Linked DNA regions of Pan troglodytes: region 1 is linked to region 2. Evidence: chromatin contacts called from public HiChIP or PLAC-seq data. All regions are on one chromosome and are shown on one strand. Each heading gives the region's core, a stretch centred on a gene start, on an enhancer-like site or on the middle of the called end of the contact. The rest is flanking DNA. Distances are from core to core; before and after follow the strand shown.

Evidence for each region. HiChIP or PLAC-seq counts read pairs in DNA pulled down with a chosen protein or histone mark.
Region 1: an H3K4me3 HiChIP or PLAC-seq map of stem cell-derived excitatory neurons shows a contact between it and region 2, with 2.6 times the contacts expected there. The contact joins the promoter of INCENP here to the promoter of FADS3 in region 2. A contact is called at or near these places in 4 of 7 Hi-C or Micro-C datasets (induced pluripotent stem cells, a lymphoblastoid cell line and stem cell-derived neural progenitor cells) and 1 of 1 datasets of contacts at active chromatin or transcription factors (stem cell-derived excitatory neurons).

Annotation. Positions count from the first base shown.
Region 1 is chr9:64,436,216-64,442,946 of NHGRI_mPanTro3-v2.0_pri, reverse strand. INCENP (inner centromere protein) reads right to left here and starts at 3,819. Exons shown (of 18, transcript XM_054662344.2): 1 at 3,648-3,819.
Region 2 is chr9:64,204,023-64,210,710 of NHGRI_mPanTro3-v2.0_pri, reverse strand. FADS3 (fatty acid desaturase 3) reads left to right here and starts at 2,920. Exons shown (of 12, transcript XM_054662333.1): 1 at 2,920-3,285. The coding sequence starts at 2,935.

The DNA of each region.
Region 1 (6,731 bases), core at 2,570-5,069, 230 kb before region 2:
AAATGGCCTTTTCTGGGCTTAAGACGACAGGGCACTGCCATCTGTCTTCCTGGCCACCCCAGGGCCCCTCACTCCCTGCCCAAACACAGTCCTGCTCTCGCTCTCCAGTAGGCCCTCATCTTACTACTCATGGTTAAGTAAGGGCTAAGACACAGCCACCCTGCACTACATACAAGCTGACTCCAGACATCAGGCCAAAGAACATCAAACCCAACTGCCTCTTTGAGAGGCCAGTGAGCAGAAGAGATTCTGTGTTCCAAAGGAATGAGTGAGAAAGTAGTGATCCAGAGATATGCCCTCAAGGGGCCTCCCACACCCCTCTCCCTTGAGCTGAAATGCCCTCCAAATGGAGCATAAATAGAACAAGGAGGGAACAGTAAGCAATATCTTGCTTTTAAGAAAACTTGCCTACAAGCATTGAGCAAGAGAAAACACAAAAACAGTTTTTTCTCACTTTCTTATAAAACTAGCAGCTCAGGTATCCTCCTTAAAACTTGATAACCAGCCGGGCGCAGTGGTTCACACCCGTAATCCCAGCGCTTTGGGAGGCCGAGGCAGGTAGATCACATGAGGTCAGGAGTTCAAAACCAGCCTGGCCAATGTGGTGAAACCCCAACTCTACTAGAAATACAAAAACAATTAGCCGGTCATGGTGGTGTGCGCCTGTAATCCCAGCTACTTGGGAGGCTGAGCCTGGAGAATCACTTGAACTAAGGAAGTGGAGGTTGCAGTGAGCCAAGATCACGCCATTGCACCCCAGCCTGGGCGTCGCAGCGAGACTGTCTCAAAAAAACAAAACAAAACAAAAAACTTGATAGCCATTACAAAAACCTCAAGCAAGGAAGAAGTACAATCAGCCCTCCATACCTGTGAGTTCCACATCCATGGATGCAATCAACCACCAGTGGAAAATATTTGAAAAAGAGCTGCATCTGTACTGAACATGTATAGACTCTTTTCCCTTGTCATTATTCCCTAATAATACAGTATAACAACTACTTGCATAGCTTTTACATCATATTAGGTGTTATAAGTAATATAGAGATATAAAGTATACAGGAGGATGTGTGTAGGTTATATGCAAATACTGTCATTTTATATCAGGGACTTGAACATCTGTGGATTTTGGTATCCAAAGGAGGTCCTGGAACCAATCCCCTGAAGATTCCAAGAGACAACCATATTCTACTACATCACAACAGGGGCTCATTAAATATCCCAACAGGTGAATGAGTGAAAGAACAAATGAATGGGTGGTGGTCATAAGCCATAACAACAGACTGCATGCCTCAAGTCAATGGCAGTGATCCACCATCCTGACTTACCTCTTTAAAACCAAGAACCGGCCGGGCACGGTGACTCACACCTGTAATCCCAGCACTTTAGAAGGCCGAAGTGGGCAGATCACGAGGTCAGGAGTTCAAGACCAGCCTGGCCAACGTGGTGAAACCCAGTCTCTACTAAAGATACAAAAAAATTAGCCGTGTGTGGTGGTGCACGCCTATAATCCCAGCTACTCAGGAGGCTGACGCAGGAGAATCGCTTGAACCTAGGAGGCAGAGGCTGCAATGAGCCAAGATCACACCACTGCACTCCAGCCTAGGCGACAGAGGGAGACTCTGTCTCAAAAAAAAAAAAAACCATGCACAGCTCAGCCTCCTACCTACAATGGAAGGTCTTGTAAGGAAGGGATAAATTGCTGACCCCTTGATCCCTCACAGGGCGTAGCACCAGGTCAAGTTTCAGTCTCATGGGACTTCCTCAGGCTTGATTCAAGGACACAGTAGTCTTTGTTCCTCAACAAGCTCTGCCCTGCGTCTGGAACATTGTCTCGCATTTTGTATGGCTCACTCCTCATGGCTTGGATCTCAGATCCTCAGGAAAACCTGAAAACCAATCTAAAGTAGCCCCAGCCATGATCCCATTCATTGATTGTAATTCTCTGCAGAGCACTTGCGTGCTTGTTTATCTGTTGCTTACTGCCTGTCCCTGCCCACTAAACAATTGCTCTCTGAGGGCAAACCCCTGTCTGTCTTGCTCATCGTTGAATGCCCAGAGCACAGCAGTGCCTGGCAACAAGGACTATTTGTTAAATGAATTAATCCACCCATCAACTCTACACCTAGAAATAAACATCCTATAGGTGCTCATCCCACCACACAAAGGGCACCAAATAAACTTAATCTGCACAGGTTAGAACTGACCAACACATGTTCAAAACCCCTGTTCCCAGATGCCAAGGGCAGCAATAATCAGGGCAGGGCCAAATGGGCAGGATCGTACAGGCTTTGGGCTGAAACCTCGGCTCTGCAGCCAGCCAATCATGGGCAAGCCCTTTTCACTGTCATCCTTCACCTTCCCCTAACCCTTCTGCACCCAGACCACAGCCCTGGCAAAGCGCAGGACCTCAGGCCAGAAAAGAGAAAACTGTTTAAGGAAGCCAAAGGTTTGCAGAGAAAAGCAACAACTGGCTAACTTTTTAAAAAGTATTTGTTCAAATGGGCAACGTGGATGAGAGCTTCTTTCACAAAGTCCATGAAAGCAATTGGACTTCTTTCACGGGGAGGTTTGCTTCTAGCAGACCTTAGCGCAACCATTTAAAAAGGGTTACCGTAAGTTAAAACAGAGGTGACCCTGAAAAAGAAGGAATCAGTGTACCAAGAATCAGGCTCCTGGAAGAGCAGCAAAAATCTCTTCTTCAACCCATGTAAGCACCTGCACACAGATAAAGAGCACTCAACACCTCACCGAGGGAGACACTCTCCAGTCTTCCTCCTCTCCAACACTTCTTCCACACCATACACCAGACTGAAGGCCCCATCGTCCTCCTCTATGACTCCTGTCCTTTTCAGGGTACTGTAAGTTGGGCGCCTACCACACCTCTGTGCAGAAAGCGCATAGCAGCTGCTCCCATTTACTGAGTCATACTCCATGCCCGAGTCAGACATCATCTCATTTAATTCTCACCACAACCTTGAGGATACGCATGGGCAGATGAGGAAATTGAGGCAAAGAGAAGTCAAAATCAGCCGGTAAATCAGGGGCATAAATAGAACCGTGCCCTTAACCACGGGCTATACCGCCTTCTAGATATCAACTTCTGAAAGGCAGGCGCCCAGTCTTGGCTCTGGGCAACCCCTCGAGCAGCCCATGTTAGCTGAATGAAACTGAACCGCTGACAGCGAACAGGCTTGGGGAGTGACAAGGGGCGGCCCAGCCTCCGGAAATGGTCAGTTTAAAATGCTGCTCAGCTGGGGGCGGGGGCGTTGAGAGAGGGGTTTAACTGCACAGAAATGCCATCTGGCATCATTCCGCCAAACAACCGGGTTGGTTTCGGGCTTCCTGCGCGTCCAAGTCAACACTAATCCTCACAGGCACAAAACAAAGTGCCAAGCAGCCGGGAGCGGAGGGAACGGGGCTATGCTCTAGGAAGCTGAGGGCCTAGGTGGAAAGGGTGGGAGGCCTCTCGGGCCCGAGAACCAAGGCAGGCGACCTCGCCACTTGGAAGAGGTGACCCTCATATGCCCAGGTAGCCAGGGGCTGGGGTGGGGAGTCACGACCCTGGTCCGGAGTCGACAGGGACGGAGCAGAGGACCGGGGAAAAAATCGCGAACCACCCCTCAATCCCCACGCCCACGCGCACTCACTCGACTGCGCCACGTCCCCTGAAGGCTGCTCCGATCCAAGTCCGGTGGTATCCCTAGGTAAGGCCCCGCTTGCCCAGACCCACTTGGCTCCGGGCCTTCGGGACTCACCGCACGGGAGGAGCAACCAGGCGGCGCAGCGCGGGCGAAATCTATGATTTTCAAAACTGAAGGTTCAGCCAATCCTCGGCAAGTTTGTCCGGGCGGTTGCAAAATTTTAAGCCAATCAAATAACAGGAAGTACCAGTCAGCCCTCCTATTGGCCATGTCGACTAGCAATCTGCGGGACTAAGAGGCGGGGAAAGGAAGCGAAAGACTTTACGCCCCCTCAGCTTCCGGGTGCTCCGGCCGCGGCCGAGAGAGGAAGTAGATCCCCGCCTGGGAGGAGCCCGCAGACCTGGAACTACGAGTCCCGGCGAGCACTGCGAAGGCCACGCGCGGCTTTCTTTCTTCTCCAAGCACGGTGGCAGTCTTCTGATCTCTGCTGCTTTTTTTTCCTCATAAAAACATGTATGTATATACTTACATTGCTGAAAGAGCAGCTTTTTAATGTAACAAATTATCTAGGTACAGAAGTCATAGGTTCCTCTTCCCATGAGAAAAACATTCCTCAAAATACAAACCAAACAGCATCCCAGAGGGAGTAAAATTTCATTGTACTGAAACATATACAAATTAAGGCTACCTTGGTATATAAACAATTGAGAAATTATGATGGAATAGTTCCACCAAATCATTTACGTATAAGAATTCATGCCATTTTTTAAAGAATTGGTAGTGGGGCTCAATTCAAACAATATTATGCATCCTTACATTCAACTTAATACACTTAGAAGCTATAAGGAGTGTAACTGTAACCCCACTTCCTGAAATCTCAGGAGTAATGTTAAAAATCCAAACCCATCAAAGGCCAGGGTGTTACGGTATTTGGCTCATGAATCGAAAAGCCTAATCATTTCAATTTAATCTTTACAAGTAGAACAAGATCCAAACATGGGACGTTTTCTTATTTTTCTTTGCTTTTGTGGTTGTAATGCCCTTTTGGTTTTCTGAGCAATCTGAATACATCTGATAAATACTACCATTGGACAAAGGATCTAAACATTGAGATGTTTTACTAAATCAAGGTTTCAAGTTGGCACAATGTTTTTACTAAGTCATATTTCAATTAGTTCATCTTTCCAATATGGGGGTGGGTGGGGAAGACAAGGACTAATATGTCCTATAAAGAATCTCTGGCCGGGCGCGGTGGCTCACGCCTGCAATCCTAGCACTTTGGAAGGCCGAGGCGGGTGGATTGCCTGAGCTCAGGAGTTCAAGACCAGCCTGGGCAACACAGTGGAACCCTGTCTCTACTAAAATACAAAAAAAAATTAGCCGGGCGTGGTGGCTTGCACCTGTAATCCCAGCTACTCGGGAGGCTGAGACAGGAGAATCGCTTGAACCCGGGAGGCAGAGGTTGCAGTGGGCCGAGATCGCGCCATTGCACTCCAGCCTGGGCCACAAAAAGCAAAAAACTCCGTCTCAAAAAAAAAATCTCTGCCGCTTTTGAGAAGTAAAAACAAAACGCCTGGTGAATGGCAACGGAGTGTGCGTTTATCTAGAGCCTTCTGTCATCTCTTGGGCGACAGAATCCTTGGTCACCTACCCTGGTACTGGACGTTTCTTGAGAGAAGTGGTTCTCATGCAGAGGAGGTTTTATCCCACCTCCGCCCCCCACATTTGGCAGTGCGTGAATTCATTTGGGTTTGGGAGAAGGGGTTAGTGGTATTTGGTGGGTAAAGGCCAGGGATGCTGCTAAACACCATCTAGTGCATAAGACAGTCCCCACAGCAAGGAATTACCAGGCCCCAGATACCAGAATTGCTGCTGTTGAGAAACTGCTTTAGACAAAGTCACTTTACTCTGTGAGTCAAGGTTGCTGTTACCTGTAAAATAAGGCAGTTCAATCTTGAAGAGATTTGTATATCCACGATCAGCTACCAACAGATAGTTTACCCTGTTCCCAGGTCGTCTGTAGTATTTTTCCTCTCCCTTTCTTCCCTCTCTTTATCAATTCTGTTTTTGCCTTTGTTATTTTACTCAGTTTACCAACTGACTCCATCATATGTGAGTAAATAATTTGTGAGCAAATTAACTAAACATTTCTGAGTTATTCTTTGAAGAATGTAAATAATTGGAAATCAGCTGAATCGTAAAAGGATATGTTACCCAATCGTTAATCATTCTGTTTATTAATTCTGACATGAGTGTCTCAAATTGTTTATTTGATTGTTACCTCGGAGAGTTTTCTACCCTGTGCAGTGCACTTTAGCAAGTTTCCAAGGGGATTAAGGCCCGTCTTTCTCAAGAGAGAGAAGAGCAACTATAAAAGGGGCTGAGGGGGCCGGGCGTGGTGGCTCACGCCTGTAATCCCAGTACTTTGGGAGGCCAAGGTGGGTGGATCACCTGAGGTCAGGAGTTCAAGACCAGCCTGACCAACATGGAGAAACCCTGTCTCTACTAAAAATACAAAATTAACTGGGCATGGTGGCATATGCCTGTGATCCCAGCTACTTGGGAGGCTGAGGCAGGAGAATCGCTTGAACCTGAAAGGTGGAGGTTGCGGTGAGCCGATATCGTGCCATTTTACTCCAGCCTGGTCAACAAGAGTGAAACTCCGTCTCAAAAAAATAAAAAAGAAAAGAAAAAAAGGAGCGGGGCTGAGGGAAAGGAACACTAGTTTACTCCAGCCTGGGCAACAAGAGTGAAACTCCATCTCAAAAAAATAAAAAAGAAAAGAAAAAAAGGAGGGGGGCTGAGGGAAAGGAAAACTAGCTAATGGCAGGTACATTCACAAGCAGATAAAAGAAGTACAGTGCAGGCTGGGCGCGGTGGCTCATGCCTGTAATCCCAGCACTTTGGGAGGCTGAGGTGGGCGGATCACTCGAGGTCAGGAGTTCGAGACTAGCCTGGCCAACATGATGAAACCCCATTTCTACTGAAAATACAAAAAAAAAAAAAAAAAAAATCTGGGTGTGGCGGCGTGCGCCTGTAATCCCAGCTACTCGGGAGGCTGAGGCAGGAGAATTGCTTGTACTCAGGAGG
Region 2 (6,688 bases), core at 1,671-4,170:
TCACCATGTTGGCCAGTCTGTTCTTGAACTCCTGACCTCAAGTGATCCGCCCGCCTCAGCCTCCCACAGTGCTGGGATTACAGGTGTGAGCCACTGTGCCTGGCCCTCCCTTAACCATTTTTAAGTGTATAGTTCAGTAGTGCTAAGTCCATTTACAGTGTTCTGAAACATCTCCAGAACATTTTCATCTCACAAAACTGAGACTCTGTACCCATTAATCAACCCTCTATTTCCACCTCCTCCCAGCCTTAGGCAACCCCCATTCTACTTTCTATGAATTTCACTGCACGAGGGCCCTCATTTAAGTGGGTGATGCAGTATTTGTCCTCTCATTACTGGCTTCTTTCACTTCATGTCCTCAGTGTCCATCTGTTGTAGCGTGTGACAGGATTTCTTTCCTTTTTAAGACTGAATAATATTCCATTGTATGCATAGACCACGTTTTATTTTTTATTTTAAATTTTATTATATTATAATTAATTATTACTCCAGGCTGGAGTGCAATGGCGCGATCTCGGCTCACCGCAACCTCCACCTCCTGGGTTCAAGCCTTTCTCCTGCCTCAGCCTCCTGAGTAGCTGGGATTACAGGCATGCGCCACCATGCCTGGCTAATTTTTGTATTTTTAGTAGAGACAGGGTTTCTCCATGTTGGCCATGATGGTCTCAAACTCCTGACCTCAGGTGATCCGCCCGCCTCAGCCTCCCAAAGTGCTGGGATTATAGGCGTGAGCCACCGCGCCTGGCCTGACCACGTTTTGTTTATCCAGCGTCTGTGGATGGACAGTTGTGCTGCCTCACAATGACCTCTTGGCCATTGTGAATAATGCTGCTAAGAAAATAGATGTACAAATATCTCCTCAAGACTCTGCTTTCGGTTCTTTTGGGTATATGCCCAGAAGTGGAATTGCTGAATCATAGGCATTTTAAAGCCATTTTCATACTCTTTTCTATAGTTGGCTATAGCACTTCACATTCTTACCCACAATGCACAAGGGTTCTGCATCATTGCCAACACGTGTGATTTGATTTTTTGAGACCGGGTCTCCCTCTGTAGCCCAGGCTGGAGTACAATGGCATGATCTTGGGGCACTACAACCTCTGCTTCCCAGGCTCAAGTGATCCTTCTACCTCAGCCTCCTAAGTAGCTGGGACTGCAGGCGCATGCACCACCATGCCCTGCTAGGTTTTTTTTTTGTTTTTTTTTTGTTTTTTTTTTTTGTAGAAATAGGGTTTTGTCATGTTGCCCAGGCTGGTCTCGAACCCCTAGGCTCAAGAGATCCTCCCAAAGTGCTGGGATTACAGGCATGAACCACCATGCCTGGCATGATTTTTTCATTTATGTATTTATTTATTAAAGACGGGGTTGCTGCTATGTTGCCGAGGCTGGTCTTGAACTCCAGGGCTCAAGCAATCCTCCTGCCTCGGCCTCCCAAAGTGGTGGGATTCCAGGCCTTTTTCTTTTTTATAGGAGCCCTCCTAACAAGTGTGAGGCGGTATTTCATTGTAGTTTCATTTGCAGCTCTCTGATGATTAGCAATGCTGAGCACCTTTTCGTGTGTGTGTTGGCCATTTGTGTGCAGCCCCTCTTTCCTGAGGAGCATTCTGAGGAGCTCCGCCTGGCCTCCACAGTGATCCCTTCGAGGAGGACTTGGCCAATAGGGCTGTGGTCCCTGCCCTCACTCACAGCTCTTGCATGATTCTGTGGCCCCCGCTTCATCTTCCCCATCTCTTCTGGGGGCAGCTGGGGAAAGTGGAGGTTCTAACCTATCACAACCCCCAACCACCTCACACACAGGGGCTGAGACCAGGCCAGGGCTGGCCCCAAGGAAGAAGCCCCTAGGATGGCCACATCTGGCCACTCAGGGCTGCTGAAGGTGGGGCCAGGGCCAGGTCCATGCCCTCAGTGGATGGGCTGGATTTTGGTACAGGGGATGCATTCCTTCAAGAGTCAGCCTTCTTTCCTGTGCTGTGTGAACATGGTGGGGGGCAGGGGTGCCTGCAGCCCCCTTGGGCCAGGGCCACCAGCCATGCTCTTGCACCCCCACACACATGTGCCAGGTTGGGGTTCCAGGATATGGTCAGTGGGTGCCTCAGTGGAGAGGGCCCAGGCAGCCCCGGTGCCTGATGACATCATGGGCCTTGCTGGATGTCCTGACAAGCAAAGGCAGGAGCTCCTGGTACCATGGAGAACTCAGAGGCCCCCTCTGCCCTTCTGGGGATACTGGTCCTCTTTAGACCAAGACAAAATATTAGCATATCAGAGAAATATACTTAGGGTTTTCTAAGTGCATTTCCCCAACCAGCCGGTCAGCATCACCTGTGAACTGGCCATGTAAGTCTCTGCCTCCACACCGGACCCACCGAATAACCCTCCTGGGTGGTTCTGATGGAAGCCTTTCAGGTGGTTCTGATGGAAGATTGAAGACCAGTGCTCTGGAAGTAACCTTAGCCTGATTTGAATTCCTTGCTGGTGTGAACGCTTAACTTTTAGGAACAGGTATATTTATCACAAAGAAATCCGAAGCAATTAGGGGAGCTACCTACACCTTCAGAAGGACTTGAAGGTATTTAAATTAAAAAAAGCGGATGGGGCCCAGGTGCAGTGGCTCATGCCTGTAATCCCAGCATTTTGGGAGGCGAGAGGGTCACTTGAGTCCAGGAGTTCAAGACCAGCCTGGGCAACATGGCAAGACCCCCATTTCTACAAAAATAAAATAACACCAAAAATTAGCCGGGTATGATGGGGCGTGCCTGTAGTCCCAGCTGGGGACTCCCGAGACTGAGGTGGGGGTATCTCCTGAGCTTAGGATGTTGAGGCTGCAGTGAGCCGACATCATGCCACTACACTGCAGCCTGGGCGACAGAGTGAGACCCCTGTCTCAAAACAAAAAAGGGGTGGGGAAGCAGTAACAAGCACAGGTGTCCTCAGCCCATGGATGGCAGCGCCCGCCTCCACGCGCCAGTGCCCTCCTGCTCCCCTACCTCCCCCTTGGCCACCCCTGGCCATCCCCAGCCCTGCAGCGCCGAGGGCGGAGGAGAGGCCACCCGCCCCCAGCAGAGGGCTCCGCGAGAGCTGCAGCGGCGGTGGGGGCCCCGCAGAGATTGGGGCCCATGGTTTGAAGACTGTTCACAGGCACCCCGAGACAGCGTCCCCCCTCTGGGCGCACTGGATTTGACGTTGCAGGACGCGCGGCTGGAAGCCCCCCAGGCCCCGCTGCTCACAGACCGGGACTCCGCCTCCGGTTCCCGAGGGCGTGGCGAGGCGCTGCGGGACGCCCAACAGGTGCGTGTTGTGTCCCCAGGCCCCGCGCTCCGGGCGGAGTCAAGAGCCTGGAAGCCGGCAGCCCGGGGAAAGGGGGCGGGACGGTGCCCCGGGGCAGGGCTGGGTGGCGGCCGCTGTCCTCCCGGGAGGGGCGGGCCGCCTCGACGCCGCCCTCCCTGGCGGCCAATGGAGACCGAGGCCCCGCGCCTGGATTGGAGCGGACGCGGGGGGTCAGCCAGCCTTGGGGGCCGGGGCCTGGCCGGGGGCGGGGGGGCAGGCGAGGCGAGGCGGGCGCCGTCCGCGCGGTTATAAGGCGGGGAGTTCCCTGCGCCGCGAGCCGGGAGGCGCACGCTCGCTCGTACGGCGGCCGCGGCGGCAGGGCGGGGCCGGAGCAGCGGGCGGCGGCGGCGGAGGCGGCGCCCGGGAGCGCTCTTCGCTTCCCTCGGGGTCTTGCTCGGACCTCGGCCACCGCCTGGGATCCCCAGGACTCGTGCGTGCAGCATGGGCGGCGTCGGGGAGCCGGGACCGCGGGAGGGACCCGCGCAGCCGGGGGCGCCGCTGCCCACCTTCTGCTGGGAGCAGATCCGCGCGCACGACCAGCCCGGCGACAAGTGGCTGGTCATCGAGCGCCGCGTCTACGACATCAGCCGCTGGGCACAGCGGCACCCAGGGGGCAGCCGCCTCATCGGCCACCACGGCGCTGAGGACGCCACGGTAAGGAAGCCGTAAGGAAGCCACCCACCGGCGGGTGGAGCCTGGAGCTCGGTCGTGGGCGTGATGTCCCGCTCCACCTGTGGGGCCTTAGCATCCTCCCTCCCCTCGCTGACCTTTGACCTCCACGCCGGGACCCAGAGTTGGGGTGGACTAGCCAGGGCCAGATGTGGGGTAGGGAGGGCAGTTCCCTGCGTGGAGGACCCGCAGCTGTCCACGGAGCAGGTCTGCGGGGGAGGAGGGGGCCTCAGAGGTGGGTGTGTCATGCTGCAGAGCCTGCCCTGGGTGAGGGGCTGCCCTGTTGCTCCCAGGTCCCTGTTTCAGTTCTGGGTCCCCATGCTGGGTGCTTGCTGAGTGCTAGGCGTAGGGCAGGGCAGGGTCCCCAGGGGCCGGTAAGGACATGCCATTAGAGGCTGGGGGCTGGGCCGGCCTGAGGTCTGTGGCTTTCCCAAGAGCTTCTGTAAAGGGCTCAGGGACAGTGACTCACCTCTCCGGGCTAGCAGCTGCACGTGGGAGGGCTTTGCCAGCCAGGCTGGGTGGGCCTCTCCTGGAAGCACAGTCACCCCAGGAACAGGCTGGCCCCTGGGGACCCCAACTTCCCAATCCCAGCCCCTGTCTAGACAGGGAGGGATGTAGCCTGGCCCCAGGGTACTGTCTGGCTGGAGTCCAGTGGTGGAGCAGCCCGACCAGCCCCTTTTCCTTAGTTACCCACCTGCATAATAGGGGTTGGGGCCACGATGCCCTGTCTTTGACCCTCCAAATTTCTAGGTTGGCCACACTGGGTATCAGGAAGGTCTTCAAGACCCGAGGACATGAATCCTGAATGCTGGCTCTTTGGGCAGCAGCGGAGGTTCTGTCCAGTCCCAGGACTGTCGGCGTCCCTCTTGCCAGGGCCACCTGCTCTCTGCCGATTGCCATCTCCAGCATGTTGGACAATCTTCACTGGACTCTTTGAGGAAGAAAGCCCCTCTTTTCTCCTTCCACCCCATGAAGCTGAGGAGTGAGAATAAGAATCCTCCTGAAATTCTAAAAAAAAAAAAAAAGAGAGAACGCCTTGTCCGTGGCTGTTCAGGCGCCAGACGCTGGCCCGAGGGGACAGCACAGCCGTGGGATGAAGCAGCCCGGGGGCAGTATTTGCGCGTGCAGGTGTTTGCATGTCTGGGTGAGTGGTGTGTGTGCCTGCCTTTCTGCCAGGGCGTGGCGAGGTGAGGGGCACGGCTTCTCCCCAAAGGCCTGGCTGAGCCCTGGCCTCCCTTCAAGGAGTCTTGTGGATGCCTGCTCTGGTCTTTTTTTTTTTTTTAAGTATCTATTTTATTTATTATTATTTGTTTAAAAATAGAGACAGGGTCTCACTATGTTGCTCGGGCTGGTCTCAAAGTCCTGGGTTCAAGCATTCCTCCTGCCTCAGCCTCCGAAAGTTCTGAGATTACAGGCATGAGCCACCACTCCCGGCCTGCTCTAGTCTTTTGTAACCTAGAGGACAGTATGGATACAGAAAACTTTACTCCCCACCAACCGCCGGAGACAGAGTCTTGCTCTGCCACCCAGACTGGAGTGCAGTGGCGCCATCTTGGCTCACTGCAACCTCCGCCTCCCAGGTTCAAGCGATTCTCCTGCCTCAGCCTCCCGAGTAGCTGGGATTACGGGCACGCGCCACCACGCCCGGCATATTGTATTTTTAGTAGAGACGGGGTTTCACCATGTTGGCCAAGCTGGTCTCGAACTCCTGACCTCGTGATCCACCCACCTCGGCCTCCCAAAGTGCTGGGATTACAGGTGTGAGCCACCACACCCGGCTGGGATACAGAAAGCTTTTATTTCATCACTGTTTCCTGCCTGGTGCCAGGCCCATGCTGGGGTTCCTCCCAAGTGGAATTACTGACTTAACATTTAGCTTCGGATCCTGAGACTTCCATCACACAGTTTTCTCATTGATTCGCAGCCAATAATATCTGTTTTAAAAACATCTCAGGCCGAGCGCGTTGGCTCACACCTGTAATCCCAGCACTTTGGGAGGCTGAGGTGGGCAGATCACCTGAGGTCGGGAGTTTGAGACCAGCCTGACCAACATGGAGAAACCCTGTCTCTTCTTAAAAAATACAAAATTAGCCAGGCGTGGTGGCGCATGCCTGTAATCCCAGCACTTTGGGAGGCTGAGGCAGGAGAATCGCTTGAACCCAGGAGACGGAGGTTCCGGTGAGCTGAGATCGCGCCATTGCACTCCAGCCTGGGCAACAAGAGCAAAACTCCGTCTCAAACAAACCAACAAAAAACATCTCTCTGCTCCTTGGGGCCGGGTGCCAGCTCTGCTATTGGAGGCACTGAGCGACCTTGAAGCAGGCATGTCACTCCTCTGTGCCCCAGTTTACTCATCTGTAAAGTGGGGAGAGCTGGGGCAGACAGTGAGCTGGCTGAGGGCAGAACTGTGTCTTCTCAAGCCCATGGCCCAGGGCTGCCATGTAGTAGTTTGTATTCGGTAAATGCTGCTGGCCCCTAAGTGTGAGCGTGCCCTGCAAACTGCAGCGTACGGTGGGACAGCCCTGCATGGCTACCCGTTTCCTGGGTGACCTTACTTGGTTACGGTCCTATCTGAAGTAGGAAAGGGACACTTTAGGCTGTCTCTTAGCTCCCTCAAGGCCCCACAGCCTGGACTAGAGTTGCCAGAAATACTTGGTCCATTCAGGCCAAAGGGACTGTGAGGTTGCTGGGATGG